Regions from separate parts of the Mus musculus genome. Here region 1 is linked to region 2. The links are chromatin contacts, called in public Hi-C maps. All regions are on one chromosome and are shown on one strand. Each heading gives the region's core, a stretch centred on a gene start, on an enhancer-like site or on the middle of the called end of the contact. The rest is flanking DNA. Distances are from core to core; before and after follow the strand shown. Region 1 overlaps Fer (fer (fms/fps related) protein kinase). Region 2 has its middle 76 kb from the start of Fbxl17.

Region 1 (6,235 bases), core at 638-3,137, 520 kb before region 2:
CATTGGGGTTCATGAACTAGGTTTCACCCCAGACAATTTTGTGGTCCCCACCCCCAGGGCTCTCTATTCTTTCCAGTTGGAACTCAGCCTCATCCTAACTCTAATCCTTTCCCAAAAGCTAGGCCAAGGGTGGCAACTTAGGAGAGGCTTTAGAGATGTGTGCAGAGAAAGAGGCCAGCATGCAGACTCCTCAGGACAACTCCAGGACATCCCAGGGAAAGCATCCACTGGGAGGTGTATGGGTACACTGGCGGATAACCATGCTGGGAAAGACCAGCCTTTGCTACACACACACACACACACACACACACACACACACACACACACACACACACACAGACACACACACATAGACACCCACATACATAGACACAGATAGCCACACAGGCAGACACATATACACACACACACATACACAGACACACACACACAGAGACACACACAGACACAAAGTCTTGAAAGTGGCATGGGCAATTCTTTTGTGTAGAAGCCATCCCTACAAAACATAGTCTCTGTTGGTGGTTTCCTTCTCTATCTTTCCTTTACAAACCCTCACTAGAGCCTAGTGAGCAGACTAGGCGATCTGCTCATAAAAAACACAATCAAAACAACATAAAATTTGTTTCCAAGGACATGAAGACTTTGAAAAATAGTAGTTTAAGTTGCAACATTAAGTTTGGGTTGTACGGCCCCAACTACCTGAAAATATATTAGGATTCTTCTTTACTTTCATATTGATGTCAAAATTATTATACAATAATAAGTTCTTGAGAATGTATCAGACAAATGTCACAGTGGTAACTGAGTTAAAGCTTGGTCTAAAGACCTATGTGTTTCCAGTATTACCAAAATAGAATTGTGATATATGAAATACATAAACACGATTAAAATGGAAAAGGGGGGTGGATCATACCTGAGGATAGAAAGCCTAGGTCAAAGCCCAGAAACACATGTATTCTCACTAAAATTGTATTCTTTCACATAGGAAATGGTGATAATTGCTTCCCTTGGCTACTGTCAGAATCAGATGACAATCTGTTCATGAAAATAAACTATAAGCTCTAACCAGCTCAATTCAACTCTATCATTATTCTTAGGATTATTTTCCTGAAGAAAATGCCTCTGACAATAATGAAACATTCCCTAATTGCTTTACATGTGATACAAATGTGTTGTTGTCTTTCAAGAAATTTCCAAAACATAGGAGGAAAGTCAGAATTAGAATATTCTTCTTAAAATGTGTGTGCTTTCACTTTAAAACATTCTCTTATAAAGTTGTTCTTTTCTAGTTTCAGCTTAGGAAGGTTTGTGGGAGGAGGGGATGGCCCAGGCCACACAGCAGAGCACCAGAGTCCTGCACACCCTTTAACCACAATTGCGTGCAGATTGTTTCCCAGAGGGAAAGTAGAAGCTGAAATGCAGAAGATAGATGAAGGAATGAGTCCCAGTGGTGAGGAATCATAGAAAGAGCTAATCAGGCTAGAGAGATGGCTCAACTGCTAAGAGCACTCTTCTGCACTTTAGATTCCCAGCATCTGTATGGTGGCTCACACTCATCTGTCACCATGGGATCTGACATCCTCTTCTGGTGTGCAAATGTACATGCAGGCAGAACACCTATATACATAAATGAATGAATCTTATTTTTTAAAAAAGGCTAAGACAGGTTTGGCATAGAACTGTCCTAAGTAACTCTGAAGAATAGCTCTACAGTACTCTTCTCAGTTTGTAAAATGAATTATTAAGAGTCTGTAGCTCATGGTCCCAAGTCAATTTTGTTTCCCTTGCTCTGCTCCCATCCAAGATCCCACCTCCATCAATGACACCCACGGTCTCTGACTCACTCTGAGTCTGAGCCACTTGAAATTGGTGAGACATAGCTTTTTGGACTTAGTCACTCAACCTCAACAAACAATATAAAAGGGGTCATGCTGTTACTTGGCATTGCTGTGGCTGATGTTGACTTGTCAGAATTAAGATGGTAGCTTTTGTTCTGTGAATCACACTATCAAATCCTGAGCACTGTTTATACATCGTCATAATAATACCTTTCTCTACTTAAGAGGAAGACTCTGAAAAGAAGGCCAGGGGAGTACCAACTTCTCTTGTATTGTCAACTGCAAATTAACAATCTATTTCCAAGAGAAAAAACCTTCCTTTCCAGCAAAGACGTCCATACCCTCTGCACATGAGGTAGGCAGGTTGTGTAGTAGGGATGCAGATTCTCCCTTGTCATCAGTCAATGCACCTCTGCACCATGTACTCACTGAGGCTGTTGGGATGACAACGTCACCTTGGGTGGACTCCAGGGACTTCTGTCTAAGAAAGGGGGCAGCTAGGCTTTGTCTTGTGGTCTGGCATCCTCGGGGGCCTAAGGAAAGTTGACTTCCTTGCCCTGGCTCCACCAGCTTCTGGTACTCTTCTAACCTGCCCTTGCAGCCCACAGGATCGTGACTCCACCGGGATAAAGAACAATGTGAGGCAGGCATTTCCCTTCTGCTACTGACTAATCTCCCACCTCCTGGAAGAGCAACTGCCATGCGATAAGCATGCAAGAGCTGAAGAAAATGATCAATAAATAAACGTCTTCCTGTTGAGTTAGTAGCTTTGTCTCCTTTACAAAACATTCCTTGCTTGGTTGTATCTTTCCTCTGGGCAAGGTCAGAGGTGCCACATTCCATAATACCAAATGCAGCATTTCACTTGGTATCAGCTGATAACTTTAAGCTCTGCGTCTTCACTAATTTTTAAGTTTCTGAAGAGCCCAGCTCTTGGCTCTGGATGTTGACAGTGCCACCTTAGGTTCATTGTTCAGAGAAGGCTTGAAGTGGCAATCACAGTAACAGCTATACTAATCCCAGATACTCCCTGCCCACACATACTTTAGGCACATTTGTTTCAGGTAATTCTTGAAACAATGTTATGACATTGGCAGCACACTGAAAACAGAAGATGCTGCCCAACAGACACAACCTGAATTCCAGCTGTTCTTGCAGCAGAGCTGTCTCAGTGCATACAGCTGGGCACTCAAGCAAGCGGCAGGAGTGACATGAGGAGGAAGGCTCACCAAGTTCTTAAGTACTGCCTAAAGTAAAGCTAAACTAAGAGCATATAAGTTGCTTTTAGCAACTAAGGCCTCTCAGTGATTCCTGACAGACTAAAAGTTCCCTTACTGTTATTTATAACATCATATAGATGGCAGAACATCTAACAAGCTTGAAGAGCAAACACATTACTGACCTCCTACTTTCTTTTATAAAGAAACTTTAAATATGTTATGATATAGAAATTTAAATATTATATAATTCAAAGAATTATACAAGAATTATTACAAGTTACTGCTAATGCATACCATTTGATTAATGCTTACCAACTGTTGTCTGTCCACTGGAGGACACAGTGGAGAAGTCTTATGTTACAGCAAGGGATTATTAACACTGCCAGGGAAGAAATCTGTAGCTATCAGATTTATTCAGTACCGAACAAGGTTATATTAAGTCAGGCTTCTGAATCCACAGTCCTTAGAGATCTTTAAAAAGAAAGCCAGCAGTCAGCCATTCTGGATGGATGGCTACATCTAAAGACAAAGAGACCCGAGGGTTCCTATTCTACCGCTAAAGGCCATAGAACTACAAATCCCACTTTGTGAGATTTAACACATCACATTTCAAGAGACTAATTTAGTACAATTTTTTTTGGTAACTCATCTTCATCTTTCTTACACTCCTCTCAGCAAACAGACATTAGCTATCAGTCACACCAGAGACAGGAAGCAGAATGAGAAAATATTCCTGATAAAAATTCATACACTGACAGTGAGCTATTAAAATTAACCTTACCTGCTTATTTATGCATTTTAAGGTGGCCATTTATAAACTTTTAAGTTATATATATGATTCATACTGTTTCAGCTTTGGATGTGGTTAAAGGAAGCTATTGAGGGATTAACAGAGGGAACACTATGCCAGTGTGTTCAGTGCAGCAGGGTAGTGCTTTGAGGGAGAAATGCTGCAGTGGTTTGAATAATAAGGGCCCGACAGGTTCATATATTTGAATGCTTAGTCACCAAAGAATGTTTAACTCTTCTGTAGGATTAGAAGGATTAGGAGATGTGGCCTTGTTGGAGGAAGTATGTCACTAGGAGTGGGCTTTGAGGTTCCAAAAGCCCATGCCAGGCTACATCTTCTCTCTGTGCTGGCAGGTCACGATGTAACTCTAAGCTACTTTTCCAGCACCATGCCTGCCTGTCACCATGTTCCCTGGTCACAGTGATAATGGACTAAGCCTGAAGCTGTCCAAAAGCTTGCTATTAGATGCTTTCTTTTACAAGAGTTGCCCTGGTCATGCTGCCCATCACAGCACTAGAGCATTAGCTCAAGCACATACCAAAGTGCCTTCGGGAGGGGTGAACATTCATCTTAATAATCACAGTATGTGAAGAAAAAGGTTAAAACCCATGAAATGATATGAACCTTCATTAAATATTCAGTACACACTTGATGAAGAGCCCTACTATGTGGTTCAAGCTGGTTTTAAACTCTTCATATTCCGGAGTCAGCCTCTCAAGTAATGGGATTCCATCTATGTGTCACCATGATCATCTGGCAGATCTATCTTAACTGTGATTATGGTGTCAAGTCTTTATTCATTTTTCTCAGTTATTTCTGAAATACAGGCATTTTTATTATCATGCCCACTGAGGCCCTAATATCCAATTTTAGCATTAGGAAGAATAAGAGAAGCTACAAGTAGACATTTTAAAAATTTCAAAGTATATATTTAAGGCACTGAATTTAAAAAAAAAAATAGACTGAGGAGGGACATAAACCTCTGTTAAATGCTTGCAGTTCTCTTTCAAAACCTGTCCTCTGAAGTGTTTCAGTATTTTAAGGCATGGGTTATAAAACATGGCCCACGGGCCAAATCCGACACTCCTCACTCCTTTGATGGGTAGCATCTATTGGAGCTCAGCCTGCTTCGGTCCTCATGTGTTTCTTCTGGTTGTTCCCAGCCCCACACTGGCAAAGTAGAGATGAAGACCTTGTGTACTATAGAGCTAGAATATTTAAAGTTTGTCCCTGAAGATAAAGTTTTAGAGTAGGGGTTCAGATGACCACTTCCTATCCTCAAAGGTTTCCAGCTAAGAACCAGTGTCACTACTAAGTATGTCTATGTCTTCAGAAGTCATGCAGCCTTGAGAGTCCCACATGAAAAATAAGAAAACAGTATCATTTAATTATTTATTAAATAATTTAGTAAAATATGAACTTATTTTTTAATATTTTATTTGTTTAATAAAATTAAAATTATGCAATATTTATTAATAATACTAAAATAAAATAAATTATGTTTAAATGTTATAAAATATTTTAACTATTTAAAATGTGTTTATTAAATGTTATCATTTTAATAAATCTTACTTTTATATACTGACATATATGCACTACTATAACAATTCAAATAGAATAAATGGAAACCAGTAAATGATGATAGTGGGAAACCCAGAAAAATTACACCTATCAATCTTAGTCTTGTCTATGCTCAATGGCTTCTCAACATTTCATATTAAGATTTATTTTTATGTGTATGAGGTTTTAATTGCATGTGAGCACATGCACCATGCATGTGTCTGGGATATAGGGAGTTCAGAAGAGGATGTCAGATATCTTGGAATGGGATTTACAGATGACTGTGAGCTGCCACCTGGGTGCTGGGAACTGAACCATAGTCCTCTGTAAGAGCAGCAAGTGTTCTTACCTGCTGAGCCACCTCTCCAATCTGCACTCACAGTGAGTTACAAAAGACAAGGCTTATAATAGTTCACTGCATAGCCAGTCTTTGTTGCAGGATATTGGATCACACTGAGTTATCTACTGGGAAAAACCCTGTTTCTAGTTGTGGTGTGGCTCTGCTCTTAGTACACACCTTTAATCTCTGTGGATGGAATACAGACACACCCTTAGTTCACACCTTTTAATCTCAAACAATGAAGGTAAAGTTAGTTTGTAGAAGGAAGCACTCATGTCTAAGTGAGTAGTAAAGTGAGGAATCAGAGAAAGATTTGACAGAACAGAATATGCCCAACTGTCATGAGAAGAGACAAGAAAAAGAGGCTACTTAGTACCACAGAGAGAGAGAGAGAGAGAGAGAGAGAGAGAGACAGACAGACAGACAGACAGACACAGAGAGAGAGACAGACAGAGAGAGAGAGACAGACAGATAGGCAGTTGTACCG
Region 2 (6,566 bases), core at 2,653-5,152:
TTGCTTTTGGTCATGGTGTTTTAAACAGTGATAGATACCCTAACTAAGAGAAAGACATGCATGACTCCCAACTGTTGTGTACCAACCATCAACATCAGAACATAATTCAACCTCTTGCTCCTGCCACATACCCTAAACATAGATATAAATGAACCAGTGGTGGAGGATGGTTCCCTGAAGAGGTGTACTTGATATCATTATAGGGGAACGGATGCTAAGCAGAAATGAACTACAGATGTCCATTATATCCACCTTGTTATGCTAGAAAAATGTACTGTGATCTTGTCATATAACTGAGAAGGTTTTAGTTTCTGCATCAAAAAGCTTCCCTATGATGAATTACCCTGTGTTAAGTCAAGGCAAGAAATAGTCTGCGGTATTTGAATAAGAGTGGTCTCCATAGGAACATATGTTTGAATACTTGGTTCCCAGTTGATAGAACTGTTTGGGAAAGATTAGGAGGTGTGACCTTGTTGGAGTAAACTCTAGCATACCTGTTGCCTCCCTGTTGCCATGATCCCGACATAGTGATCATGGACTCATACTCTGAAACTCTGAACTCCTCATATAGGCTTTCTTCTATAAGTTGCTTTGGTCATGGTATCTTATCACACAAGTGGAAAAGTAACTAAGACATCACTAAAGACAATTAGTGAGGATCTCATTGAAAAGGTACAAGACACACATGCATCAGATTTGTACCTGTGGAAATAAACCGAAGCAATACTACTGTTATAGGCAGCAATTCCTTAACATGTCACTGGTTTTATGGCGATAAAACATGAAGGAGCTTCATTACTCTCCTGCACAATTTATGCTAACTTGACCTGATTTGTCATGATACATGGGCTTTCCTTCATTAAAAGTTTTAGCCATTCGGAGCTAGGTATGTTACTTAATTGGTACAGTATTTGCCTGCCATACACAGAGCCCTGACTTCCATTCCCAGCACCACATAAAACTGGGCAAGGTGGTATGTCTGTAATCAAGCACTCAAGTTTGAGGCCAGCCTAGGCTACAAGACCTCTGAAGCCTAAGGAAAGGGAAGGAGTAGGCCACCAAGTTCAGACAGTTCTGAAGATTTCACCAAGTAAGTGAGAAGTTAGAGCCACTGAAGCCCTATGATGAAGACATCCAGCTTCCAAGCCTAGCCCAGGAATATTTGTCAAGTAATTTGAATACGCTCAGCATAGTGCTTAGGACATTATAGAATAACAGATTAAAGTTATTATTTTATAAGTATGAACAAAATAATCATAATCATTTTTTCAATAAAAGTTAAGGTATTGGGCATTTAGAAAACTGAGAGGAGTACTCAGTAAGATTCTATGAAAAATTAAGTCCTTTATTATTCTTCCAAGAAAATATGTAATATAATTCAGCTTGGAATTGTTTTTCTTAGTACCAAGGAAAAAAATTAAGAAATTATTCGAATATCCTTTATAATAGAATATTTTATTAAAACTTTAATTAGTGAATTCATGCACTGTGGTTATAACTATATCCATGCAAATGGAAAGAGTATTTAATGAATTTCTTTTAACTTAGTAGAATTTCTCGGACTTTTTCTTTGCACATGTGCATGCAGGATGCAGTCCACTCACAAGGCGAGGACCGGCTGGTAGCAGTACCAGGAACTGAACTGCAGCTGAGATGCAGCCTGAGTGAGTGGATCTCAAGTCTTCATTTACTCTCACCTTGCACTCTCCAGCCTGCAGCTTCTATGCCTGAGAGCTGTTTGCAGGACGAAGTATCATCCGGGATTACTAATGCAGATACTCTTCTGACATCCGTGACAAGCTCTTTCAGTGACTTACAGAAGTTCTCAATAAAATTACCTTCATTTAAGAATTAATTTCAATGATCTCTTATGGGATAATTTGATGCTGATCCCACTTTTAATTATGTAAGTGCTAGAGATATCAGGCTGCTATAATTTATATGATCACTGGTAAATTTAGGGAGAACTTTTTATTAAGTTTTTTTTATGGTTGGGGGGTTTTCCTCACACCTCATAGCCTCTTGTTTTAATTATTATCACACACACACACACACACACACACCTCCGAGTCTAGTGTATATTTATATGTTTAGGAATAACAGGACTAGATAATCTATCAGGGACCTCATTCTTAGTCAAGAACAATTCCTCTCTTCTCAGCAGCCTTTGCCATGGCTCTATCTGTGGGAGGGACTTGTGGAATTTCTTGGGGGTGTTTTTGTTTTGTTTTTGAAGATTTATTTTATGTATGTGAGTACACTATAGCTGTCTTCAGACACACCAGAAGAGGGCATCTGATCCATTACAGATGGTTGTGAGCCACCATGTGGTTGCTGGGAATTGAACTCAGGACCTCTGGAAGAGCAGACTGTGCTCTTAACCCTTGGGGGGGTGGTTTTTAAAATCAAATATATGCTTAGGAAATAATAAATAAAAAAGGAAGGAAGAAAGGAAAAGAAAAAGGGAAAAGGAAAGAAAAAAAGAAAAGTAAGAAATGAAAAGAACAAAATAAAAATTAAAAAAAACGTAGAAAATGATGCCAGTACTGACAATTACTACTATCTCTCAACAGAGTTTGAGCTTCTGTGTTCTATTTGCTACATGCTATATCAAAACGGATGAAATGGACATATAAATTGACTGAAGTTTGCTCTGTTCTTTCATTCAATCAACAAACTCATTATTGAGCACCTAGTATGTGGCATATGTTGGGCATTTTTATAGATTAAGGAAGACAGAAAAAAAAAGCCCCATCTTTTCATGGAATTTATATTGTGTTTGGTTAAGACACACGAGAACGCATCAGATATTTTCTTTATTTTAATATGGGGGGAATAAAGACACAATGAAGAGAAGGGGGTAGTGATCAGGGAAGAACTCTCTGAAAAATGATAGCTGAAAGACTTGAATGGGTAAGCGAGCCACACAACCCTAGAGGTGCTGGGAAGCGAAGATCCTGACACAGAAAAGACATAATTGCATTCAAGGAAGAAAGAGCAGCGTTACAACAAAGTGACAGAAGATGCTGAGAGGGGCGGGAAGGGCAGATGGTTCAGAGGCATCGAAGGCCTCTGGTTTACTCCAGGTGTGAGGAGAAGCGGGATGTTGGGACCAGAGAATGCCATGATAAGCAGAGCGCCGAGGACTGGCTCCGCAGCAGTGGTTCTCAACCTGTGGGTCCCGGCTCCTCACAAGGGTCGAACATTGGATATTTACATTATGATTCATCACGTCAACAAAATCACAGTTAGGAAGTAGCAACGAAATAATGTTATGGTTGGGGGTCGCCACACCATGACGATTGCAGTTAATAAGGGTTGAGTGTTAGCGTCTGCGTGATTGCAATCTTGACTCTTCACTGCCCAAGGTTTAAAATATGAAAAATAAAAATCATTTCTGTGCAAGTGGTATGTGAAGAACAAAACACACACACACACACACACAAATCAGCTTTCTAACCAGAGTGTTACAAACTTAACTCAAAATAAAATACCTGTTTCAGGAGGGTGGGGTAAAAGATTGTGGGAGGAGGTGACCAGAAGAAGGGCAACGGGCAGTATGTAAAGTGAATAAGTAAAATAAGATATATACATATATATATGCATATATCAATAAATTTTGTTATATAAAAACAGGGTATATATATTGCTTTATATATATAAAATAATTAAACCCTCTTTCTATTATGGTTGTTGGGGAACTGCCTATGCAAGCTGTCAACTCACAAAGGTTCTTTGTGGATGGTACATTAGAGTATAACAGCTCAGAATATTCTGGAACATGTCTCCCACCTTTCCTCCTGTCTCCTCCTGTTGACAGCCTGACTCCTGGGTGCTGTTAGAAAGCAAAGCAGAGCTGAGCCACAAGCACCCAGCATCTCTTCCACAGGAAAATGCTGCCATCTGGAGGCTTCTAGAATAAACAGATAAAATTCAGTAATTAAACAAAGTGGAACCAGGGCCCCAGACCCACATCTGTTCATTTCTATATACAACATCTTTTCTCTGGAGAAAAATTATACAGTCATTAACTTAAAAGAAATGAGAAGGCATCCGACCACTTTCATCTTTTTGCTTTGGCAGGCCTGCTGTATTAAACGGAACCCCGGGCAGTTGGTTTTACAAACCTTATTATTTTGTGATCTGCCCATTCATTACCAGTGTAAAGTGGATGTCACTTTTCCACTACTGCTGTGCCATGTCTCAGTCCCCTTTGCGATGGCAAATCTCCATTTCCTCCATGAAAACTGACCAATTCAATTTCTTTGTTCAATTTTGATTAATTATATTTTTCTAAGTAAATCAATTCTTTCATCATTTCAAATATATTTTCATAGTTATATGTAATATTCTATAAAATTTTACTCTTTTATTTGCCTATAGCTATGTATACTTTTTAATCTTTCATGCCATCTTCTTACTTCCCTTTTGTGTAGAATTTGCTGTTTGATGCTGCGCAGTTAGGATTGAATTCAGCGTGCCTCACACCACTGGGATACACATCCAGTTCTATCATGGGGTTTTGAATGGCAGAAGGACGGATATAGAGTGCACGCTACTCTGGGAGACAACATTGTCAGCTTTTGTATTGACAGACACAAGACTTGGGTGTACTCTTTAGAGGTCAACTTTAACATCTCAAATTAGCAGTGACATAAAGACAGGATCGCTGAAATGTCAATGATTAAAAATCTTTTGTAAAGAGCTATGTTTTTTGAGGCAGCTGAACAAAATCGAAGAGCAAATTACAGATGCCAAATTGGGAAAAAAATATATTTTGTACAGTTTAGAGAAAGTATAATATAAAATGGACATCGAATTAAAATAATGATCAAATTGGCTACAATAGAAAGAAAAACTATGAAACAAAGGTACCATAGCCAGGAAAGATATTTCCTAGAAATATGATAATCATAGACTAATTCCCTTAATATATGTGCTAGTTAGACTGCTTCAACTTGACAGAAATTAAAGCCACCCAGGAATCAGATTGGCTTGTAGACTTCTTCCTTGGTTGTCGATGGGTGTGGGAGGTGCCCAGCAGACTACAGTCAGTACCATCCTGGAGTAGCTGGTCTTGAATAAGAACATAAGATGAGCAAGCCATGGAGAACAGGCCAGTTAGCTGTGGTCCTCCATCCTCCACAGCGTCTGTAAGTCTCTGCCTCCAGGTGCCTGCCGAGTCCCTGTTGACGTTCCTTGGTGGTGGACTGTAACTATAAGCCCAATAAACCCTTCCCCTCCCCAAGATGTTTTGATCAGTGTTTTATCACAGCAAAAGAACATGAACTAGGACCCACCTGAAACATTTACTCTGTGAAAGATTGTGTTATGATTATAGGACGGAGAAGAATACATGAACCTCACACGGGGACAAGCACTTTTATTCTGAATACAAATCTCAAAAGTTAAGGAGTAGGAAGAGATAAGGAGAAGGAAGGAGAAAAAGTAAATATACAATTAAAAATGTATAATGAAATGAAGAGTTGCTTACCAAGAACGAGGTAAGACCAGCAAGCAAGCAGAGTGAGAGACTGTTAGCACTGTTGGCCGTTACAGAAACGCAAAGTAAAGCCCTAGTGTGCTCACCACAAGATTGCTAGAACAGCTGTGGGAAAGAATAATGGCAGCCCTCAGTGGTCCCAGCACAAGGAGACGACACACCATGCATGTATTCCTGGGAAGAGTGCAAAAGGATACAACAACTTCAAGAAATAACTTGGCAGTTTCTTCAAACACCAAACATGTATCTGCCTTATAACCCACCTGTCACACTTTAGGGCATTTGTCCCAAAGATACTTATACAAAAACCTAGATAGAATATTCACAGCAATTTTACTTTCATCACCAAACACAAAAGGCAATCTAATGTCCTTCAACAGATGAACCATACACCAATGTACTACCAGTAAGCAATAAAAAAGAATAAACTTCTACAACGCTCAGCCAAGGTGGATCACAAGGTAATCACACTTAGTTGAAAGCCAGCCTCAAATGGCTAAATACTGTACAACCACATTCACATACCGTTCTTAAAAATGACACAGTCATAGAGATGTAGAGCAGACTGATGTTTCTAGGTGACAGGGACAAGGCAGATGTAAAACAAACTCAGCCAAAGAAATAAAGTAGTTTATACAAATCCACACATGGGACGAAGTCACATAGAGTTTTACATGTAGGTGGATGAAAATTATACAAACTATGCAGCTTGCTATTATTGGAGAAAGTGGACGCATGTGTACTGGATCCTGAGTATTCCTTAACTTCCTTTAAGTCGACAGGTTAGACATTTTAGGTTAATGAGAAAACACGTTATGGCCTTCAAATAGAGATTTAGATCTTCTTGATGTCTTAGTCAGGGTTACTATTGTTGTGATCAGGCACCACAATCAAAGCAACTTGGGAAGGAAAGTGTTTATTTGGCTTCTTTCAGGTCCACACCACTGTTTATCACAGAAGGAAGACAGGATAGGGACTCAAGCAGGACAGGAACCTGAAGGCAGGAGCTGACACAGGGGCCATGGAGGGGTGCTGATCACTGGCTTGCTCCTCATGGCTTATT

Evidence for each region. Hi-C and Micro-C count contacts between places; a contact is called where the count stands out from the background.
Region 1: a Hi-C map of embryonic fibroblasts shows a contact between it and region 2, with 2.8 times the contacts expected there. The contact joins two enhancer-like sites. A contact is called at or near these places in 1 of 15 datasets of contacts at CTCF or cohesin (the NIH/3T3 cell line), 2 of 484 Hi-C or Micro-C datasets (both in embryonic fibroblasts) and 1 of 115 datasets of contacts at active chromatin or transcription factors (the NIH/3T3 cell line).

Annotation. Positions count from the first base shown.
Region 1 is chr17:64,089,568-64,095,802 of GRCm38.p6, reverse strand. The region is part of intron 16 of Fer (fer (fms/fps related) protein kinase); the gene reads right to left. Among named protein-coding and RNA genes, the nearest start is that of Gm46590, 41 kb to the left of the region's middle. Within about 2 kb of position 1,887, at least 37 of the 459 cell types and tissues checked have an H3K27ac peak or open chromatin away from gene starts, as enhancers often do. A contact at or near this core is called in embryonic fibroblasts, where this site is marked.
Region 2 is chr17:63,573,102-63,579,667 of GRCm38.p6, reverse strand. No RefSeq gene overlaps it. Among named protein-coding and RNA genes, the nearest start is that of Fbxl17, 76 kb to the right of the region's middle. Within about 2 kb of position 3,902, at least 5 of the 459 cell types and tissues checked have an H3K27ac peak or open chromatin away from gene starts, as enhancers often do. A contact at or near this core is called in embryonic fibroblasts, where this site is marked.